Regions from separate parts of the Mus musculus genome. Here region 2 is linked to region 1. The links are chromatin contacts, called in public Hi-C maps. All regions are on one chromosome and are shown on one strand. The core of a region is the stretch at or near the end of the contact, and the rest is flanking DNA. Distances in the headings are between cores, read along the strand shown.

Evidence for each region. A called contact is a pair of places that touch in the nucleus more often than the background predicts.
Region 2: a contact with region 1 is called in a Hi-C map of the N1E-115 cell line, with 5 times the contacts expected there. The contact joins two enhancer-like sites. A contact is called at or near these places in 8 of 39 promoter capture datasets (the C10 cell line, cranial neural crest, embryonic stem cells and 5 more), 2 of 15 datasets of contacts at CTCF or cohesin (embryonic stem cells and large pre-B cells), 18 of 484 Hi-C or Micro-C datasets (the N1E-115 cell line, bone marrow-derived macrophages, cardiomyocytes and 8 more), 20 of 115 datasets of contacts at active chromatin or transcription factors (cardiomyocytes, craniofacial prominence, differentiating embryonic stem cells and 8 more) and 3 of 9 other capture datasets (adipose tissue, embryonic stem cells and embryonic trunk).

The regions. Positions count from the first base shown.
Region 1 is chr4:148,739,279-148,745,517 of GRCm38.p6, forward strand. Gm32897 (a long non-coding RNA gene) reads right to left here. Exons shown (of 3, transcript XR_390956.2): 3 at 5,625-5,923. Among named protein-coding and RNA genes, the nearest start is that of Gm32897, 5.0 kb to the right of the region's middle. Within about 2 kb of position 3,568, at least 45 of the 459 cell types and tissues checked have an H3K27ac peak or open chromatin away from gene starts, as enhancers often do. A contact at or near this core is called in the N1E-115 cell line, where this site is marked.
Region 2 is chr4:148,919,166-148,925,404 of GRCm38.p6, forward strand. The region is part of intron 4 of Casz1 (castor zinc finger 1); the gene reads left to right. Among named protein-coding and RNA genes, the nearest start is that of Gm15969, 4.4 kb to the left of the region's middle. Within about 2 kb of position 2,951, at least 26 of the 459 cell types and tissues checked have an H3K27ac peak or open chromatin away from gene starts, as enhancers often do. A contact at or near this core is called in the N1E-115 cell line, where this site is marked.

The DNA.
Region 1 (6,239 bases), core at 2,318-4,817:
CTTGTGGCCACTAGTTTAGCACGGGGGAGGGACCCTAGGCACTGGCTGAATGAAGAGGCCCAGGTACTTGTTTTAGGAATCCAGACGCTGCTGGTGGTGGTGGTGGTGGTGGGGTTTAGGGATGTAGCTCCTTTGGTAGCAGCGCCTGCCAGGAAGCCTGAAGCTCCCGGTTTGGTTCTCAGCCCTGGTGGTGTTCCCCTGTAATCTCAGCACTTGGGAGGTGGCGGCAGGAGGATCAGAAGTTCAAAGTCTTCACCAGCTATTTAAAGAATTGTAGGCTAGCGTGGGTTACACGGTTGCCTTGTCTAAGGAAGGAAGGCAAGAAGGAAGGAAGGAGGGAAGGGAAAGATGGGGAAGTTGGAATCCTTGGGTGGATATTTGCATTGTGGGGTCTGAGTGGGACCCTGTCCACAGTGTAAACAAACCCCAACACGATTGGGAAGCTCTTTGGCGAGCCTGGACAGGCACTCAGATCCTAGAACAAGAACAGAGCTTTCCCTGCCTTGTCCCTCCTCCAAGAGAGTATCTGTGGGGGGCAGCAGGTTCACAGTGAAGTCTAGCCTGGAGTTCTGGTTGACTGGAGGACACAGGGATGCTTTGCTCTGGCCCCAGCAATTTGACATTGGTATTCTAACCAGAAGGAGCTTTGGGGGAGTGGGGACAGTGCAAGGGGGGGTTTCCTTCAGGAAGGCTGTTCAACCCACAGTCTCCTGATGGATGTGCTGCCTCTCTGGCCCCCCTCCTGAACTGAGTCCTATGTAAACGAGCAGTCTCCTCCTTTTTTTTTCAGAGCTGGCTGCAGAGCCTGTTTATGGCCCCAGAGTGGACCGGGCTGATGACCAGGCAGCCAACAGGAGTCAGGGACCACAGTGGGCTTCGAGCTTTGCTGTGTCCTTTTGCCTTGCTCCAGAGCGAATGTTATACGAATCACTCCGACTCCTGCTCCCAAAGGACATTCCTGTACCCGCAGCGACGAGCTCACCCCCTGTGATCTCCCACCAGTGGCCCAGGGACAGTGGTGGGCAGATATCCAGCTGTTCCAGGGACAACGTGGGTGTGTGCTCTGCGGGTCCCTGGAGGTCCCTAGAGATTCCCAGACCTCTTCACTGACACTCAATGCTTTTGCTGCCCAACGCTCTCATTGCTTCCCTTGGGGTCTCGCTCAAGTGAAATACCCCCAAATCTTTAGATTGCTTTCGGGAAAACTCCAAACCTGAAAAAAAATAAAGTTACTAAAAAAAAAAAAAAAGCCAGACACACACCTTTGTGTCTCAGAACCCTCTCCAGGAGGCCAGTTAGCCTGGTGCCTCTCTGCGAGCCCTATGAGGTTGAGAGAACTTGGATTGCAAACATAGTTGCTCTGGGGTGGGGGTAGCATTTGGAAGGCAGAGGCAGGCATATCTCTGAGTTCCAGGCCAGCCTAGTCTACAGAGCAAGTTTCAGGGCAGCCAGGACTACAGAGAAACCCTGTTTGTTGGTTTGTTTCGGGGTGGTGGTGGTGGGTGGGCAGGGAAAGTTACTGTATTCTGGAAAGCAAGTTGTCTGTAAACCTGGGCAAGAATTATCTCAGCAGAGCCCGGAGTCACTGCACAGCCCACCTGAGGCCCCTGTGGCCCTCAACACCCTGCTTTTTCATTCCCGTCAACATCTCAGATGAGGCAACCGAGCAGAGCAGAAGCAAGCGTGTAATCCAGGCCACACCTGAAAGATTCTAAGTCCAAGGTTTCTAAATGGTTGTCACACGTTATCATCGAGCTGGCCGTCGTTCCTTGAGAGGTAATTTGGGACCCTGTGTGTGTTTCCTGTGGGTCCCATTTGCACACTTGCCGTCATCAGTCTGGCTGTCTCCCCCCACCCCCTACCCCAAAGCAACAGTGTTTGCAACCCACGTTCCCTCAGCCTCGAAGGGCTTGCAGAGAGGCTCCAAGCTGGCTGACCTCTTGGCGAGTGGTTCTAGGACACAGACTGTCTGGGTAGAAGAGTGGAGTTCTGTTCTGCCCCAAGTGTCTCTGCTCATCCCAGCTTCAGGCTGAGGGGAGAGTGAAGCTCCGTTCACACCTGAGCAGTGTGGTATGGAGCCGGGGAGTCTGCCTTTCTGTGCCTCAAGTCTCTCATCTGCTTATGGTTCTGATTTGCAGAGTCGCTGAGACTATGTGTCCCAGGTCAACATAGCACCCAGCCACCCACTTAGATCCATGCTCCCAACCACTATGTCACCCCTTCCTTCTAGGTTACTAAGGTTGGGCCTTGGATCAGGCGAAAGCGACAGTAATTGGAGTAGATGAACTGTCAATAGAAAGGCCACAGCGGGGGTGGGGTGGTGGGGGGTGGTGGTGGTGGTGGTGGTGGAGAAATGGCTCAGTGGTTAAGAGCATTGACTGCTCTTCCAAAGGTCCTGAGTTCAAATCTCAGCAACCACATGGTGGCTCACAAACATCCATAATGAGATCTGATGCCCCTTCCTGAGGTGTCTGAAGACAGCTACAGTGTACTTAAATATAATAAATAAATAAATAAATAAATAAATAAAATCTTTAAAAAAAAAAAGAAAGGCCACAGGGATGTGAGGGCGGCTGTAAGGGACACATGGGCACTTGGCTTCCTTAAGTACCTTCCTGTTAGGAGATGGTGGCCAGCCCAGAGAGCAAGTGACCACACCAGGGGTCCTAGGGATAACAGGCATGTTGCAACATATGCTAGGGGAAAGGGACTTTCTCTTGATCATCATCCTCCAAAGGGTGATTTTTATTTATTTATTTTTATTGTATGTATATGAGTGTTTTGCCTGCGTATTAGTGTGTATGTCACGTGGATGCCTGATGCCTGAGGAGGCCAGAAGAGGGCATAGGATCTCTGGAACTGCAGTTACAAATGGTTATGAGCTGTGGGTGCTGTGAGTCTAACCCAGGTCCTCTGTAAGAGCAGCGAGTGTTCTTAACCCTGAGCCACCTATCTCTTCAGAGCATCTCCCCATCCCCTTTGCAAGGAGAGGTAGGGTTTCAACGATGTAGACCAGGTAGACCTCGAATTCATGAGATCCTCCTTCTCTGCCTCCAAATGCACACCCAGCTGCATCTTCTTAACAACAACAACAACAACAACAACAAAAAACCTTTGTATTTTTTACTCTTCAAAGGATTGGATTTCATTATGACATTTTCATGCCTATATATTATTGTACTGTGCTCCACCCCTCCCCCACACCTCAGACTTATAAATATTCCACAGCAACTTGGAAGTACTTGTGAAACTGCTTGCACTCCTTTGAATTAAGACCCTGCGTTGTCCAGGCTTGCCCTTCCTGGAGGCTGCACTGCAGGCTTAGCCCAAGCCCAGGTTCAGAGGCCCTGGAGGTGCCAGGCTTCCCCATTCTGCCCCACCGCACACATGGATCTCACGCTTGGCATGTTCCCCGATTCTGGTAGCCTCGCTTCCTGATCAGTCTTGGGGTTTCTGGAGCGAGGAGGGTGTGCGTGGGGCGCGAAGTTTCCGGGCTGCAGGATCTGCTGCGTGGGGGCCCGTTTGGGCCGGGTCGCGCGCTGCCCGCGACCGCCGGTAGGGGGCGCCTTAGTCATGCATTATTCATCGGCAGCCCGCGTCGCTCGCCTTCCCCCGCGCGGGCTGCGGGCTGCGCGGAGGAGCGGGAGCGCGGAGCCTTCACAATATTGTGGCAGCTTCGCGAATGACGGCTGCGGGGAGGCGGGGGGCGCAGCCTCAGGCGGCGGCGGGGGCGCGGGCGCGGGCGGGGAGCGGTCCCGGATGGGGGCGAGGAGGGGCTGGTTCAGGGTGAGGGCAGAGCCTGCAGCATCCGTCTGTACGTCCAGGCATCCTCTTTTCCTTCCATCAAGTCAGCCAGCACTAGGGAACATCTGGCCGGGGCGGGCGAGGTGTAGGGGACGCGATGGTGAATAAGGTAGGCCTGGTCCCTGTCCTTTCAAAACTTCATCTCCAAGTGGTCAGGGAGACACATTTAAAAGCAAGCAGATAATTCAGATAGTCCCAGGTAAGCGTGCACTGTATAAGCGAGCGCCACGGGCATGGTGGACCGGGAGAGAGCTTCTGAGAGGCGGTGACAGTGTGCAAAGATGAACCTGACTTTGAACATTCCAACCTCTGGCCTTTCTCCCTGTCTCCCTCAAGGCCTCACGGAAATCAGCTCCTCTCACCCTCAGTCACCCAAGAAGTCAGGAGGGTTTTGATGAGACCTGGATGGGGGCACGAATCCAAACTATGGGGTCCCTGCCTAGCCACCCTCTGGGATCAACCCGGGATGGCAGGAGCCCGAGTCATCTCAGCTCTCAAAGCTCCCACCTCTTACTCTGCTCCAGGAGAGGAGTTGGGAGGGAGACACGGAGGGCGTGGGCTCAGGGTCACCAGCAGCATCAGGTTTCCTTTCACTTGTACAAAGACTCGTTGACGCCTGAGCACGTCAATACCCTTAATGACAGGGAAAGGAGCTGGGACTCCAGACCGGTGCCCCCACTCCGCCTCCCCCTCCCCTGCTCTCCCCTCTGGGCCCATCTTCTTCCTCTTCTGTGCCTTCTCTCTCCTATCTGTCCCCCTCTGTCTCCTGTCTGTCCTTCCTCTCCTTTCTCTTTTGGCCCTCTGTCTAGTCCTGATGTCTTGCTTGCCTTCTCTCTCCTCTCCTCTCCTCTCCTCTCCTCTCCTCTCCTCTCCTCTCCTCTCCTCTCCTCTCCTCTCCTCTCCTCTCCTCTCCTCTCCTCTCCTCTCCTCTCCTCTCCTCTCCTCTCCTCTCCTCTCCTCTCCTCTCCTCTCCTCTCCTCTCCTCTCCTCTCCTCTGACTCCTTTCTTTCTCCTTCCCCAGTCCCCACAGCAACTGTACACACGCTAACTCACACCCTGCAGCTTCAGACCCCAGCTAGACTCTGACTCCTCTGTCCCTCCAGACCCCTTGAGATGCCGCTGGCCTCCTGGAGGCAGGGCCTATGTGATGGTGGCACCTGAGCAGAGGTCGCTCAGCTTTTGTCCTGCGACCTCTGCCCCAAAGGCTCACGGGTAGCAGTCCTTGCACTGCCCCGGGGCATGCTGGGGGATGTAAATGGCAAGTTTGGGGTGGGGCTAGGCTGAAGAGGAGAGTTTGAGGAGGATTTTCTGTTTTGTATTTTTTATGACCATATATAATTTCGCGTTTCTCCCCTCAGCCTCTGCCTCCTTGGCTCCCAGATGTGTCCCACATTGAAGAATTATCTCTCCTCCCTAGAGTGAAATAAATGCAATCAATATGAGTATTGCTCTCAGGGCCTTGAAATATTACATTAATGTTCCATGTGGTGACATTTTAGCTGGAATTTTCAAATACATTATGATGGTTCAAATTAATATTTATCAGAGCAGCTTTTATATTTTGCAAAAGAGAGAGAGAGAGAGAGAGAGGGAGAGAGAGAGAGGGAGAGAGGGAGAGAGGGAGAAAAGGAAAGACAGAGAGAGCATTATTAAAATACAAAATGCAGATGAAGTCTAAAATCGATGGTTCATTTTCCAGCACTTTCCAGGGGCTGTCTTTAGCTTTCTGGGTTTGTTTTAAAATTTATTGGTGTTCCAGGCAAATCTATTGGGCTCGCAGAACCCCCTGGCCAGCCTCCCCTCTCCATCCCCTTTAGCAGGCTATGGGTCTCTTCCTTTTCTGCCTTTCCCTCTTTATTATCCTGAAATGTAAATTACGACATTAGCCCAGTCCTTATTTTTTTTTTAAACTCTCCGATGATTAAATCTGCTACACGACATCTTTGTCCTTTCTATAAATTAAATCATCTTGGCTTTGCACCTCCAGCTCAGGGCGGATGCCACACGGGTGTCCAGGCAGCAGGCCTCTGAAGAGGAGGTCTGTGGTTCTTGGTCCCTTCAGAAGCGGACATGGGGGCAATCTGTGGGGCAGGGGGATTGCTTCCAGCTCCTGGTTTTTCTGTAAATAAGAAATGTGGAGTGGAGGGAGGAGGTTGGAGAACACTCCACTTTATTTCAGTCACTTCCAAACTGATTACTCTGTGAAGTGGAAAATCTAGGCAGATTAACGGTTCCATCTCTCTTTTCTTTCGCTCCCCCCACCCCCGCCTCCTCTTGTCTTTCTTTCTTTTTTTTCACTCCCAGGGTCTTCTCCTATTTTTTTTTCCTTTTTTCAAGTTGTATTAAAAAATAATTAATGGGGACCAGCAAGATGTCTCTCAGCAGATAAAGTGCTGGCCACACAAGCCTGACAGTGTGAGTTCGATTCCCCAGAA
Region 2 (6,239 bases), core at 1,701-4,200, 180 kb after region 1:
TTCTCATTTTGCTGCCAGCGCAGGGCACTGAAAAACTGCTGGCACTGCCAAAAACCCTGTGTGCGCTATGACTCCCCAAACATCCCTTTATTTTTATTGTTCTGTTAATTACTGTTTAAACTTTAATAAGTCACTTCGTCAGGAGGGGGGACCTGCCGTGAGCTTTTCTGTGCAAACACGGGCCGGGAGTGACTCGGGTGTAATATAACCCTTTATGTGATGTGGGGATGTTTAGATTGTAACAGAAACTTGTTATTTTAATGACAGTTGGGGGGATCTGAGCACAGAAAAGGAGAGAGATGGGCGCTCCCCTCCAATTCCCACCAAGGGCTTCGAGTGGCAAGGCCTCTCTAGGGCAGCTCACTCTCTGCCACGGCAGAGGGTCCAGAGAGCAATGAAGCCCTCTTGGACAATCCACTGGGCAGCTACTGATGGAGCTGGGCAGGCAGACTTCTGGAGATGCCTTCAGAGGGAGCCTGGCTCTCTGGGGTGGGAGGGTCTGGGCAGGTGAGGCAGAAAGAAAAAGCCCAGTCTCCACAGATTGGGTATAGGAGACCATGGCAGTTGCTGGATCTTTGGGCAGAGGCTGACAGGGCCATGCAAGGTTGGATTCTGTACCTACTTTCCTCCAAGGCTGCAGAGAAGGGGGTCCTTCACTCTGTAGTTAGCGTTGAGCATAATAGAAGTGACACCGTGTGCTCCTCTGCCCCAGACAGTCATCCCTGAAGCACACTCTATTACAGACGTAAACAATGGGACCCAGGACAGAGGAGACATGCTTGAAGTGTCAACTGTTTAAGAGGAGTAACGTATCTACTTTCGGTCGTTTTCCTTGGAAACTGCCAAAGTCCTGGTGCTGCACATACCAGGAGGGTGGGGTAAGGCCTACTCTGCGATCTGAGATGGTCTCATCAGCCAGCGGGAGAACTCAGACAGGACTCACCCTCAGACCCCTCCTTCCATCCTAAGCAGCTGGGAGAGCTGTCAGGATCACCCAGAATTCACTCCCTGCCATCTTCTTCACGTGGCTTGCTTTCTTTCCGTCTTCAAGGTCTATAGTGAAGACAGCAGCTGCTGCTGCCTCAGTTTCCCCCACAGTCACTTCTGTCACATATCTGCTTCCAAAGTAGGGACTTCCCTACCCTAGGGAAGGCATTTTGTTCTAGGTCTGTGGGGATCCTGCTAAGACTCCAAGACACCTTAAAACAGATCTCCCTGCTTTCTTTTCTTCCATCCTACTGTGTGTCTGTGTGTGTGTGTGTGTGTGTGTGTGTGTGTGTGTGTGTGTGTGTGTAGCCAGCCTTGGCTACATCATTGTCTCTGGAGCAGTAGAAATGAAGGAGTCTCATGCTCACGGTCAAGGACCTGCTACTGACTGGTGTTGATGAAGGGGCTTCTGGGAAAGGGAACAATAAGGGAGGCAAGACTGGCAGGGTCCAGTCCAGCTGAGGAGGAGTCTGCACACTGGCTCACTGGTCTAGCTCCAAATGCCTCTCTCACGGAAGGCACGGGGGGGGGGGTGCACTTGGGGGCTGAGGGGAGGAACTGGCTCTCCCATGCTCCCTACCTCCTGCCAGGCAGGGCAGAGTCAGAGGTTCAGGTCCTGATGCCCTCAGGCTAACTGGACAGCCCCCAGATGGCGGCCGCACTGTGGACCACGAATCGCTGAGGTTTTCCTTTTCCGAGCAGCGCGTTTCCCTAAATTGTCTTTGACTGCGTGCATGGGTAATGAAAGTTTATGCCCTTGTTAGAAGGACAGGCGGCCAGTTCCAGTTAGAACTGGGGTTGTCTCCCTGCCAGTCCCCTCAGCCCCCTCCCCAACAGGGGAGAGAGAAAGAGACAGAGAGAGATAGAGAGACAGAGACAGACAGACAGACAGACAGACAGACACATAGAGAAAGGTGGTATGTGTGTGTGTGTGTGTTTGCACACAGTCACAAGAACAGCCCCTCCTTCCCCGGTGAATAAGAAGGGCTGTTAGGGGAAGGGAGAGGGGACGAAAAAAAAAAAAAGAAAAAAATTTCCATATTTGTGTAAGTTGCTTTAAAAGCATTTTATCATGTCATAAAAAAGGGAAAGTACTCTCAGAAATTGATCCTCTCTGCCAGCCCATTGGACAGAAGGACGTTGGGATGTTAATGGCCATCCTGCTCCAGGGTGGCTTATTAAAAAATTTATACATAAATGCTTAAAATTGCATAAATTATTTAAAAAAAACCAACAAAGTAAGCAATTTGAATTCCCTCCTTTCCACCCCTTCACTCGGTCCCCCCTTCCCCAGTCCCTCCTCAGGGCCTTCCTGGTCCCCAGGCTCCTGTCCCCTCCTTGGGGTGTTCCCTTCTTTTCTCCACTTCCCGCCACACCCCAGACAGAGTCTGCCCTGCCTTCCTTAGGGGCTTCCCTGCCCCACCACAAATTAATGAAACAGCCGGCCCACCACCACCAAACACTCACATGCACACGCGCTAATAAAAACACCACTAATAATGCCCCAAATCTCGAAATTAAATATTAAGGCCAAAGGAGGCGGACGTGGAGTGGGGCCGCCGCCACCGCCACCGTCGCTGAAGTTGGAGCTGATGAGTGTGTCTCTCGCAGGCGTGGAATGTCACCCACACATCCTGGAGACCGGAGTGGGGAGTTTTATGATGGTTTTTCATTGATTTGTTTCCCCAGCGCAGCTGCCGACCTCTATTGAGGGACAAACATAATCAGCACTGACGCAAATTAGATGGTTATTCGTTTTGAAAATTGACAGAAAAACAATAAAAAAGATGAAATGCTCCCAAATCAATAGATATAATGAAATTCAAATAATCCGAGAGATGAGGTCTCCATGGCAACTGATAATGTGGAAAAGAAAACAATTTAATAAAGGACAGACACACTTTGAAAACAGATTGGGCCCGGGGAGGGGGGCGGGCTGGCGGGCGGAGGGCTGGAGTGCGGGCGAGTGAAGGATCACTGTCCGTCCCAAGGACACCCGCCATAATTAAGCGAAGCTTTCGGCCCCAGAAAGTGCAGATTCAGGTTTTAATACACAAAATTATTTCAGGAGCAGTGAATCGGAAAGTCGTTTGTAATGACCTTCCAGAGAGCCCGGGCGCAGGGCATGTTGGAGGCTGGGCGGCCAGGCCGGCTGAGTTATGGCATATTTGTGTTTTTATAGTGCAGAGGGGAGGGGGTGGTGGTGGGGAGGGGGGGGAGAAGGTTAAACAGTATTTACAGCTCAGTTGTTTTCAGAGAGGAAAGAGAAATAGAGTTCATGGAGAGATGCAGCGGGCAGGAGGCAGGCGGGTGAGCCAGGGAGGCCTCCGTTGCGATCTGCGGGGAGGGGAGGCGGGGCCAGCAGGTCTGCCCCTTAGGATGCCTGACCCGCTGTCTGTCTCCCAACTATAGAGGGTACTCAGAGCTGCCACCCTGCTCTGGTTCCCGGTATGGCTCAGCTAGTGTTGTCTGGGGCCTCCCTGAGGACGGATGGCAGCCTATCTATGGCCAGGCTTTGGACCCCACAACTGTGCCTACTCAGTAAACGGGTGGGGCTTTGCTGAAGCTGCTACCAGAAGGTCGCTCTGCTGAGCCTCATATTCTTCTGACTCTGCCCGGCACCATTCATTTAGGTGACTCTTTCCTTCTGGAGCCCGGTGCTGGGACTCAGTGGGTGAGGACCCAGACGAGCACCTGAGGACCACGTAGCTTCTCTTTGGCTCTGTGCCCCCCACCCCCCTCTTACGAGTACCTGCCTTGAGCTCAGTTTCATCGTGTTTGAAGACCCAAGGGCCTCAGAGAGGAAAGGGACCACTTAGATCCTTTCTATGGTCTTCCGGAGCCACCTGCTTGCAGCAGGGTAGTTCAGGAATTAAGAAACCATCCCTGGGAAGGCCTGGCATCTCTTTTTCATGCTGCCTCCCCCTGGCATCAGGAACTATGTTGTGTTCTATTACCATGATCTCAAAGCCTGGGCCACTCTGTGGACTCACACGTGCACATAATGTAAATACACAACCATAGAGACCTGCACACATATACATGTGAACGTGTGTGTGTGTGAGTGTGTGTGTGTGTGTGTGTGTGTGTGTGCACGCGCGCGCAGCCATGCATACAAACACAAGTAGGCAGGCACAAGTGTGTGTTTGCTCAGTTTGTGTTTTAAATCTCCCCTGGGTGGTAACTCTCTTTTTTCTCCCCCTTCCTGTTTGGCTGTGACCTGGGGGAGATTGATAGCCAGCCTGTGCGGTGGATGCTAACAGTTCCCCTGATTTATAGAGTTACTTACGCTAAGTGAGGCCACTTAGACGCGTCTGGATAGTAAACCTTTTAACTGAACTAAAAGAAAAAAAAACATAATAAATAAATAAACAAAGGGGGGCAAGCTAGGGCCCGGTGACCAAGCCCCGCCCACGCCCTGGTGTGGATCTGTTAAGAGCCAAGAACCCTAGGGGAGCCAAGAACCCTAGGGTAGCCGCAACTATGCCTTCCTTCTTCTGAAGCCCTTGTGCTCCCAGCCAAGGTTGGAATCAGGCCCAAGAAGGGATGTCCCTCTTTTAGGGTACAGTTCCTGGCCAGGAGAGCTAGAGAAGGGGACTCTTCGTATGGAGATAGGCTGAGCAGTGAAGTGGGAGAGGGAGGAAACGAGGGGGTTCCTGTCCAGCACCCCTTCCTCGCCTACATGCTTTCATGTTACAGCTGTGTTTTTTGCCACAGTGATGGCTCTTGTAATTACTTTGGAGATTTGTTCCAACATCTGTAGCGAGCAAGCCACTGTGTAGGAGCCAGGCTAATGCAGGAAGTCAACAGCCTGCCTTATTTTCACAGCACAGCCTCCTGTTCCAACCCAGGTGCTGGCCCGGAGACAAAGGCACACGGCTACCAAATCGGGGCTTGTAGTCTGTGAAGTATAAGCTTCTCGTGGGTAGCCAAGGCAGAAACCCCAACAGCACACCACCTCCGAGGCCCCTGGGACAGCTGGTTGGAAGGCCGTGGGAGGCGTGTGTGTGGGGCTTAAGCCTCTGTGGCCTTGGACATCTGAGCCTGGTGGGAGTTGTGCTCTAGTGCTGACTGGGTGACAGAAAGCAATTACAGGCTCATTGCTTCTGCTCATCTGGAAGTGGGGACAGCACAAGTGACAGAGTGGGATAGGAGGGAATAGCCAAGGGAACTACCAAGGTATGTGCCCAGGCATATTCTCCTGCATAGCCGAGGCCCTGTAGGGTGTCACTGGCTATGTGACACTGTGGGCTAGGAAAGTCACCGGAGCCACCCAGCAGTGCCCATGGCCCCGGAGCTTTTGGCCAAAGGCAGGCAAGGCCCCATGCGCCCCCACCCCAGGGGACTGGCTGCTGGCCCCCGCCTCCCCACCTCCTGATATACAGCAGGCATTAGGCCGCCCAAAGGGGATACTGCATCCTTAGGAAGAAATATGTCCTCATTTTTCTTAAACACCGTTTCCACTGAGTGAAATGTTTAGAAGGGACGCGCAGGGAGAACTTTATTTCCTACCAGGGAGTTCAGAGCCACCAAGCAGAGACCATAAAGCACGGGAGCCCGGTGGCTGACAGGCAGCCTGGCCACGAAATACGTTACTCATGGGGGCAGAGGTAGGGGGCTGCCAGGCCTGCCCAGCCCCATGGGACTGCCCCCACTCCGACAGGATCAGCAACTCCGAGACCAGGGCTATAAGTCGGTGGGCATCAAGACTTTCCTATTGTGCTTGTCTGAGAGAGGGGGTCTGGGTGGGCCAGGTGAGGAGCCAGCAGCGCCTCCAGCTCCCCCTGGTCTTGTCTTCATGGTCAGGGAGGTTAGGGGACATGGGCCCAGGTACAGCCCTCTGAGCCCCCCTTTCTCACCCAAGCTGGCAGGAGCTCTGGCCTTCCCAGCCTTCAGAGGGAGTGGAGAGATTCATGCCATATCGGGCCCTTCTCCCGAGGCACTCCCTTCATTCGATTTCTGAAGCTGGCTGATTTGAATATTTATAAATATCAGTAAATTATTTATTGTAGCAATCTGCTGCACCATTTTATCCATCGCGGTTAACACTTTAGGAGGCTCCGAGTTATGGGGACAGGAAGTGAGGTTGAAGAGGAAATGGGACAGGGGACGAGAGACACTCCTGTCGGGAAGCCGGGGATGTTTCAAGCCCAGCCTCAGTGGCTCTCGGTAGAGTGTCTTCATGCTCTGGGAGGTCTACAGCTCTGGGATCGGCTTCCTTCTCTGACAAATGGGATTATCATGGTGCCTGC